Regions from separate parts of the Mus musculus genome. Here all the other regions are linked to region 3. Evidence: chromatin contacts called from public HiChIP or PLAC-seq data. All regions are on one chromosome and are shown on one strand. Each heading gives the region's core, a stretch centred on a gene start, on an enhancer-like site or on the middle of the called end of the contact. The rest is flanking DNA. Distances are from core to core; before and after follow the strand shown.

What was found. HiChIP or PLAC-seq counts read pairs in DNA pulled down with a chosen protein or histone mark.
Region 1: an H3K4me3 HiChIP or PLAC-seq map of fetal liver shows a contact between it and region 3, with 5 times the contacts expected there. The contact joins the promoter of Armc3 here to the promoter of Spag6 in region 3. A contact is called at or near these places in 5 of 115 datasets of contacts at active chromatin or transcription factors (bone marrow-derived macrophages, embryonic hindbrain, fetal liver and 2 more) and 2 of 9 other capture datasets (embryonic stem cells and macrophages).
Region 2: a contact with region 3 is called in an H3K4me3 HiChIP or PLAC-seq map of bone marrow-derived macrophages, with 6 times the contacts expected there. The contact joins the enhancer-like site here to the promoter of Spag6 in region 3. A contact is called at or near these places in 2 of 39 promoter capture datasets (the HPC-7 cell line and frontonasal cranial neural crest), 1 of 484 Hi-C or Micro-C datasets (myocytes), 5 of 115 datasets of contacts at active chromatin or transcription factors (bone marrow-derived macrophages, embryonic forebrain, embryonic hindbrain and 2 more) and 2 of 9 other capture datasets (adipose tissue and macrophages).

Annotation. Positions count from the first base shown.
Region 1 is chr2:19,197,305-19,200,378 of GRCm38.p6, reverse strand. It overlaps Armc3 (armadillo repeat containing 3), which reads right to left and starts at 1,261. Exons shown (of 20, transcript NM_001081083.2): 1 at 1,022-1,261.
Region 2 is chr2:19,159,410-19,162,805 of GRCm38.p6, reverse strand. No RefSeq gene overlaps it. Among named protein-coding and RNA genes, the nearest start is that of Armc3, 38 kb to the left of the region's middle. Within about 2 kb of position 1,840, at least 27 of the 459 cell types and tissues checked have an H3K27ac peak or open chromatin away from gene starts, as enhancers often do. A contact at or near this core is called in bone marrow-derived macrophages and myocytes, where this site is marked.
Region 3 is chr2:18,697,396-18,700,536 of GRCm38.p6, reverse strand. It overlaps Spag6 (sperm associated antigen 6), which reads right to left and starts at 1,515. Exons shown (of 11, transcript NM_001001334.2): 1 at 1,443-1,515; 2 at 1,274-1,369. The coding sequence starts at 1,467.

The sequences.
Region 1 (3,074 bases), core at 12-2,511, 500 kb before region 3:
GAACAGTTGAATAATGAACAGTGCAGAGAATAAATACACACAGCATTGCAAACATGGATGGGTCCTGGGCAATGCTCCAAAGTTAGAGGCGGCTGGATTTTACCACTATATTGGGTGTAGGATGGCTGTTCAGGGGCTTAGATGTAATCCTCTGGTATAAGTGGGAGCAATTTGCCATAGACACAATGAACAAAGTAAAATTTACCAAAGATAAGTGGGTTTTTGTTTTTGTTGTTGTTGTTTTGGTTTTTGTTTGTTTTGTTTTTGTTTTTGTTTTTGTTTTACCATCTTGCCTAAATTGTATTGCCGATTGTCAATTTCCTTACCTGGGACCATTTTCCTAAGAAATTATTAAAGGGCAAGTTCAAAACCTTTCCATTTCCATTTATTCTCCATTGGTCAGCATATCATTTAAATAATGTTTTTTCAAGTTCATTACTCATCTAGCATCCATTTCCAGTTTTCTGGAATTATGGCCAAGGCTGCAACGAACGTCTTTGGATATACACAAAATTCACCCACCTACCTTTTTTTTTTTTTTTGGAAACAGCTAAAAGATAGCGGGATGAATAGGTACCAGGTTCATTGTACTGATTATGACAATGGGTGTGGCTTAAATGAATACGTTTCATAGCCACATTTGCCCTATTTGTTATTTGTTTCCCCATTCTCTCCTGCAGCCCTCTCAGTCTCTGAGCTTTAGGTAGTCGCTAAGGCAGAAGCTGCCTTTAAGCAGAACTAAAGCCGCAGTGGAGGGCTGAAGCAGGTAAGGTCCTACTTCAAGAATCGCTTACAGTCAAGTGACTGGATCTTAGCTCCTCAAATCGCTCTTAGAGCTCCAGGTTTGCTCCGTTAAGTGACCTCGTAACTGCGGGTGCAGGTCTGGGACAGTTTGTCTGGTGTACTGTTCCTTTGTCCCAACGGTCCCCACCTGTGCACTGAACGCTACAGTTTGCCCTGTCTTCTAGTCCTTGGCCTCTCCAACCCTCGGGACAGGTGTGCATCCGTGCCTGTCGTTTACCTGCGCGGAGTCAAGTCTCAAGAAGCAGTGGCTCTGTACATGTGGCAAACTCCACTGGCCTCTGAGGGTCTGTGTTGATGTTTGTTGCTAGGCGACGCTGGGCTGCGCATGCGTGCTCTGCCCGGAATTAGTTCTTAGCCCCAAGGCTCCCTTTGTCCAGCTCCAAAGTGATCGATCAATCAATCCTGCAGGAACCACAATCGTGCCATGGCAAGTCTAACAAGGCTCAAAATCTCCTCCTCTCCCTCCCTTCCTCGTCTTCAGATATTCTTTCCAACGGCCCAAATAAAGACGATCCTGTTTGCTCTCTCGCCCTCTGCCCCCTAGCCATCCTCTCAGTAAAGAAGCCATCAGTTAATTGGCTCCTTCCCTTACTAGATCTTTCTCATGTTCTTACTGCCACCACATTCCAGGTCATCGCAGCTAATGACTCTAGTTTCTCCTCCCGGTTTTTCCTCTACACCATAGATGTACACCGCCCCATCCCTCTCCCCCTTCCCCCTTCCCAGTCCCCCGGAAATAATTGTTCTGGTCTTGTCCCTCTATTGCTCGAATGTTTGTAATTTTCTTAGGAAAAGGCATTGTCCCCAAACTGTTTGCCTGTTTGATGCCACCCCCCACCCCCCGCTGCCTTATTTCCAGTCTCTTCTACCTCACCCCCTCCCCCAGCTTCTCATTCCAAATCCCCATTTCCTTTCCCAGCTGTGCTCTCCTGGGCACTGTTTATCTTCCAGGCCGACTCTTCCTTCATTTCTACTTATCAAGCTGGGCTGGTGCAGTCACCAGAAAGAGCCCGTCAGTTTCCTTTAGGGGTCCATCTCTCCACCCCTTACACTTTGCAGACTCCTGTCCCACCTGCTCTCTGTTCTCTCGGCCCTAACAGGGCCGGATGCATCTCACAGTTGTGACCTTTCCAACTTCTGTTGTTCACAGTTGTGACTTTCCTCTTCCTGCCATCTTAATCACCTAACAAGCAGATTTTTACATGTTTAACAACTATTTCTATCAAAGTATTTGTGGGCAAATATATCACGTGATTTCTATATTTTGGTTAAACTTTGACTAATATCTTAACTAACGCAATTCATTATCTTCCTTTTTCCAGCCCCCTATATGTATATAAATATAATAATTTCTCAAGTACACAGTGACATTTTCTGCCCTTTACTCCCTTAATTGGTCCAAAAACCATTGCTCATTTTTCATATCTATCGTCAAGATTTCCTCCAGAAAGTCTCGCTCCTCCAGGCCCACAAAGCATTCCTTATTTTATACCATTGCTCTAACTTACATGTGTGCTAGTCCCAGTGTTTTCCTATGACATTATAAACTGTGTGTGCGCATGTGTGCGTGTGGGTGTATGTTTGACTGTGTACTAGTATGCATGCTCTCCCACCTAGGCCATTTCTAAATGGACATTTGGTGAACACTTATTCTAAGCCAGAGAGTTATGAGCTTTTAACGCGAGTCATATAAGCCCCACCCTAATTTTATGAGGTATGAGCTAAGTAGTTGGCATAAAGTCACTTTTCTAGTAAATGGCAAAGACAGACGTGTAGTGAGATCGGTTTGACTTTTATAGGCATGTCCTGCGCTAGTACATCATACACATGTCTTAAAAATACAATATTACAAGTCATAAAGAGATTTTTTTATGAAATAATTTAAATCAGTGTTTTGATCTTTGTATAGACTTTTCTTGACTCAATATGTCTTGTATTCAGGTTTTTGGGGGAGGGATTCATGTTTATTTAAAACACACAGTTGGTGAGCTTTGACCAGGGTTTAAAGTTGTGGGGACAACTGCCACCATGAACATAGGACATTTCTGTCATCCCAAGTGTCCTTCATCTTTCTTTGACATCAAGCCTCTCTCCCCTACTTTCCTTGAGCCACTGCTCTCTCTTCTTTCTCTATAATCTTGCATTTTCTGGAATGTCTTGTAAATGAAACCAAACAGCATGCAGCCTTTTCTGCCTGGCCCCTTTAATCTGCCATTCATGTCCCTGAGACTTGTCCCTGGTTCTCTTCCTTACTGAGCTGCACAGACAGC
Region 2 (3,396 bases), core at 591-3,090, 460 kb before region 3:
AAAGTACCATCTGGGAAGCCCTTGTTCCCATGACTCCTACCAACCAGAGGAGATATTTGAATAATGACATTCATGCTGGTTACTGCTACCCTAGATCTGGGAATAAGAGATATTTCCCTAGATGAGCGATTAAGCAGATAACTCAATACACACAAAGGCTTGTGGCATGAGAGGAACTTAATGGGGCTACAATGGCCAGGATGAGGGTATGGAGTAAATGGAGGAGACATGTAGAATTGGCCACTGATGCACAGCCTGATACAGGCTGCTGAGGGTGTTGGAGTTGATTTTAGAGAAGCAGAAATCCTTAAAGGGTTTCAAGCTGTGACAGATTGTGTTTTTCATAGTTACTTAGTGTGTTGGTTGTTTCCCCATCCCTGTTACAGACAGGCTGACATAAACAAATTACAAGGAGGAAGACACTATTTTGGGTCACAATTTTAGAAGCTTCAGTCCATGGACCTTGACACCGATGATTCCCCACCCACAGTGAGGCAGAGCATTGTGGCAAGAGCGGCCTGGTACAAACATTGTCTATATGTAGATTGGTAGAGAGAGGGAGAGAAATGAGCAGTGGGAAGAAAATACACTGAATGGCCTGACTCCAGAAATCTACTCCTCTAGCTGGATCCCTTCTGCTAAAGGGGACCAAGCATTCAACTGACTTGGGCTTGTGAGGGTCACTTCCTGTTCAAACTGTAAGTTAGTGTACATGAGGAGGCCCTATATCCTGTTCAGGGATGTGCAAAAGAAATCTTATTTGGACACAGTATTAGCAGAGTAGAGAGGAGCAGAGAGAAGTAGATGGATCTAGAGATCCAGGATCTGGAACCAATAAGATTGGTGAATGACAGAAACCAGAGACACCAGCATGAGAGAAGCAAGGACAACTAAGGTGTCACACATAGGTAACTGGAGACTAGAAGGTATTATTCACTGAGATAAAGGTTCCTGGAAGAGCTCAGGGTTGCTAAGGAAATATACCAGCTCAAGTTGTAACTGATGTCTGTGTACTTGAAGGCCGTACTTCATAGTGGGCTAGCGCTTGGCACCTGTGAGCGTGACTCTATTTGTAGCTCTAAGAGTGGCTGTTGTGTAGAAGGTTTGGGATTCATAGGAATGAACTCAGCTAGGGGAGAGTGCACACAAGCTGAGCCCTGGAGTTTCAGTGCCTTTCTGTTTGCCAGAGTGAAGCTCTCACAAGCGCTCACTAAGTGCAGTGCAGCACATAGTATGCTTTCAGTGGACAACAGTTTATTTTTGGGTAAAAAAGTAAGTTCAGCTCTCTCTTGTCTTAAAATCTCCTTGGCATATAAATATCATGATTATATTGACTCATCTTATTCCTGGGTATTCTGGTGTCTTTATTCAACTCAGAATTCTCTAGAGGTCTTTAGTTAAGCAACAACTCCCTCCACCCCCAAGAGTTTTATATAAAATCAGAAAAGATTAATACCCTGAGCTCAGTGAAACTCCTAGTTAATAGGCTCTTTATCACATCCAGACATGGCAGTCATAGTCTATGAAGGACACAGAAAACTCAGCATCAGTTTTTCATCACTAATATTGTAGGACCCTTTCACTTTCCCAGACTTGGGTGTGGCAAAGTGGTCACAAAGCTATGGACAGACTGGGCTTCAGCTGTTCTATCTTTAACCACTAAAATAGCTATGTGGCAGAGCCGCCGCCATCATTATGCCTTTTACCCTTCAGGTGCTTGCAAATGGCTAGGATGCTTTTAGCTCCAAAGAAAGTCACTCCAGTAGGAAGGATGAGCCAGAAAGAGATGGGAGCCACACCCTTCACAGTGGGAATGAAGGTTTCTATTGTGTTGAAATGTGACTCTCCCGGGAGGAAGGTCTTGAGGCACACCCCCACAGCAGGCTCCAGGAGGAAACAGCAGAGCCTGTATAATTTGATCTCTAGCTTGGCAGTGTTTGCTTCCCTACTTTCATGCTTACTCATCCCAGTGCCCACCCTCCGCTAAGGGGAAGCACTGCATCTATCACACTCTAGAACAACATTGCATCCATAAACCTCAGGCGCAGTCACTCTGGCAAACTTACATAAACACGTGGACACTTTCTCACGTGGACACTTTCTCTCCTTCTTGCCCTCCCACCTTTGAAAAATATTCATTGGGCATAAATTGTATACCGGGTTCTTATTACAAGAAGAAACTCATCTGATTAAACCACTTACAGCCTTCACAGCATCCCGTGAAAGCTGATATAACTGAGAACTTTCTCAGCCGTAGATTAATGACTGGAAAGAAAGAAAGCAGATTAAGAAGCTATCCAAGCCCATATTATCATGTACTTAAAATCAAATGAGAGCCAGGAAAATATAGACAGTGTATGTTTTCTCTCTCTCTCTCTCTCTCTCTCTCTCTCTCTCTCTCTCACACACACACACACACACACACACACACACACACACAATCATGTTTCATGATTGATTGCAGACTGTTAGTTTCCTGTCACTTTGACAAAATGCCTGAAATTATTTGTTTTATGAAAGAAGGGCTTAGTTTACTTCTTGGGTTTGAGTTTTTGGTTCTTGCTGTCTTAGACCTGCTGTGTTGTAACTGCAGCATAGGCTGCCCTGATGGGAATTCATAGAGAAAAATTGTTCATTTAAGATTTCTAGGAAACAAAAAGAGAGACAAGAAGGTCCCATGTGTCCTTCAAGTGTATATGGCCAGTGACCTATCTTCCTAAATGTTTCTCTTCCTGCGAACAGTAACACGGTTTGTGAACCAAACCTCTAACGATTGAACCTTCAGAAGACATTAACATCCAAGCTATATCAAGCACTGCAGTGCATTATGAATTAATAACACTGAACAGCATAAATGGTTTTCAGATTAAAATTAGCAAAAAGAATAGTGGCCAAATAATTTGATTTGAAAAGTTTCAATTCAATTATAATCCATCCTTTCTTGTGCTTTCCTTCTTATCTAGTATTTCTGCTTTCAGTGGGGTCCCTTTTCAAGATGGATAGTCAGGCTGTGGCAAACATTCTTCTGTCAGCTGGCACTGCAGCCAGCCCTGTGTGAAGCAAGCTGGCTCTGCTAAACCCTAAGCGTGGTAAGTGGTCGGCAGCTGAGCAGTGGCAAGCACTGATGTCCCACCGAGTACATTTGGAAAACACTCATAGGCAAGCATTTCCTCGAAAATTACAATATTCCGTGGGTTGTGTAATTAGTCCATTATAAAATATATGCTCTCTTGTATATTATAGTAATTTAAAATTTGATAATTATATAATAACACGCTAACACAAACATAATTACAGAAAAGCACTATTTGATGCACATTCTAGTTATTGGCAAACCTAGAAATGAGTTATAAATTATTTCTGGAAAAATAAAAATGTGTCCCCAAAGTGCTCAGC
Region 3 (3,141 bases), core at 266-2,765:
GCTCCCCTTCACAACCAGAGATAACACCTAAGGGATAAACAGTAAAATTCAGTGAGGAAACAGAGAATCTGATCAAGAGAAGGTGTTTCCTCAAAGAAAGCCAGAAGTAAGCGCTGTCTAGGTGCTGTGACCATGGCAATGTGTTCTTAGTTTATTTTAATGATGTGTTCATTTAAACTAGTTTTAAATTAGATCTCATCCTGTAAACTGAGGTTTTCTTAAGACCTAGTAAGTGGCATCAAGCTTACAGTTCAGTCAGAGGCTTTTGTGGAAAGCTGTCTTCTGGGCGATGCTGGAGGCCCCTTCGTGTGTGTGTGTGTGTGTGTGTGTGTGTGTGTGTGTGTGTCCCTCTGCCTCTCTGTCTTTCAGCCTCAAATCATAAGGTGACTACAGACAAAGACATTTAGAGCAGAGGCTTATGAAGTACGGACCTTTTCCAGGATGTCTAAGTGACTAAGGTGATGGGGAAGGTATTTTCAGTGGTGTAGTCAATGGTAGATTACACTGGTTCCTGTTAGTAATGCTAAACTCATTGGTTCTCCAAACTAGATTTGGATGGAATCCTTTCTGTGGTCTGTGTTTGGTGCCCCATCAGTGTTGTCTCTTCAGAAACACACACACACTCACTAGTGGTGGTGGAACAAAGATGGATTTCACTAACTGTGACCTCTCCTCTTTCCCCTCCTTCCTTTCAGACTAAGGGGTGGGAAAAGGATGCCCTGTAAGATTCACAAAACCAGGTCCGTTTTGCCTGCTTCGAATGTCCTGGAAAAAATTTCAAGCATACTACTCTTACTCCATTAATGCCTAGAGGAGACCAGTGAAATCAGCCTGGGATTTCTTTGCTTCTAGGAAGTGAATGTGATCTAGGAGTGACAAGAGAGGGATAGACTAGGTCTGGTTAGGGTACGTTCCCATCCAGGAAAACGACTTCTGGCAGTTCATATGGCAGGCCGATTGCAACGAAGATGGAAATAATACCAGGCCTCCTCCACTGCCTCACCCACAAGATACCGCGGAGGGGAGGGAGTCCGGCGGAACTTGGCACCACTTTAGCCTACTTCCTCGGCTCCCCAAAAGCTGAGCTAATAAGGGAGCATAAAGACAATGTGGGCAGCTGGGAAAGAAAGAGGACCGGGGACCAAGGGAGGCTGGGGCGCTGGGTGGTGTGAGGATGAAGTGCGGGATGAAGGATGAGGCCAAGGCGATGAAGGAGGAAGATGGATTCGGGATGAGGTGTGGGACCAGGGTCCCATGAGCTGTGAAGGCTCACCCGCATTCTGCAGTGTCTCGATGTTCTGGGGTTTGGTCGCCTGCTCCGCCACCATCTGCACAAACCGGGTCCGGGCGTTCTGGTACAGCTCGAACACTGCAGAGAGAGGCGAAGTGGAGTAGCCCACCCTAGGAGCCAACCCGTCGGGGCGCCTTCCCAAGGCTCCTACCTTGCAGCACCTGCCGCTGGCTCATGGTGCCGCGGCGCGTGTCGGGTCCGCTCGCCGCGACCCCTCAACGTCCCTCGGGACTGCTCTGTGTACCCACACTCCTGGGCAACCAGTCGGAATCGGAACGCAGCCGTCCTGTCGCAACAGTTAAGTCCCAGGCATGACATCACAATGGTCGATGGAGTGGTGGAGGGACGACCTGATAAGCTGGGACTCCAGTGTTGCTCGAGACAGTCCGTCGGTTGTCACTTCCCTGTAGGCGGTGCACAGGGCGCCAGAGTCTCCCGGGAGGACTTGGTCTATGCCGACCCATCCACGAGGCAGGGTTTTCCCGACTGCAGCGCGACTGCAGCGCGAGCGGGCTAGGGGCTGGAGAGAAGGGGTGCGCTCGGGGACCAGGCGTCAGGCAGATAGACGCGTTGGCCCGGCGTGTCCCCGGATCAAAGCAACACTGGCAACACATTACTCCGTGTTGCTCTTAATGCCTCTCTTCCTTACCTGGCACTTCTGATTTCCGAATTCCTGGAGAGTCACAGCAATCGTGTCCATACACTGAATTACGATATATTAACAACAATTAAGGACACTTAGAGAGTCTGTGGAAAAGCAGAAAAGAAAATAATATGATAAATATCCATCTTGCAGGTTTTTCTAATGACTACCAAGTTTGCTGTCTCTATATTTCAATATGACTTCTAAAAAATAATTTCTTTTAAATTCGGGCCTTATTTTGTTGCTCGGTGACATTTCCAAAAGAGACATTTCTTTTTATCTGAAAAGACCAGCTCACATAAATGGAGCTCCGCAGCCTTTCTTTTTCATCAAATTTAAGCACTACAGTTTACCGTTAGTTCTAGCTCCTCTCTTAAAATTCTGCACCAAATGTTTCAGTGACAGGTGTCAATTTTAAATATTTCTCTCTCTGAAACTACCATTTCACCAGGTGTCAAATGGACAACTAGCCACAGCTGCTGCCTAATCGTGGCAGACCGGAAATCTTTGCTATCACCAAGAGGACGCACACACATCTCTGGTTTTCATACTTGGAATCTTCTACTACAGTCACTTTTAACTCCTGATAGGAGCTCTCTGAAGAAGCCTTGGTATTCCCTGGAGTCCTAGAAGGCTGGGACTAGTGTGTCTAGTCCTCTTCACACCCTGGGACAGCCTTTGGCTTCTGCAGGTCAGCAGTCAGAGACACATCCTTTTACTTAACTCTGTAAGTTTCACAGTGGTCTTCTACATTCTCCCCAACAGGACTCCCAGGTACAGATATAGAGGGAAACCCGGAGTGAATTATTAAAATTGCTAATGGAGTGTACTTAATTTATTTTCAGTTCCCTGTAGCATTTTGAAGACTTAAAAAAACAAAAACAAAAACAAAAACAAAACAAAAAACCCCTCACAACTTAAAGGTCCTGGTGCTTAGTTTCAGTCTTTAGACAATTCAAACTCCTAAATTGCTACACCCTCCATTTTTAGTAAGTGCTTTGCTCTTTATTTTCTATGTTCTATTTATTTTCTACTTTAAACTTGTTAGGAATTCAATAACCTCCATATGGGATGCTAGGTTTTAAAAGTCAAGTAGAAAAAATATTTAAAACTATAAAGTCTGTATTCATGAACAATGCCCATTAGTAGAATTTATTATCCTGTTGAAACACATTATAGGATGCCTATTTCATATCTGAACAAGCTA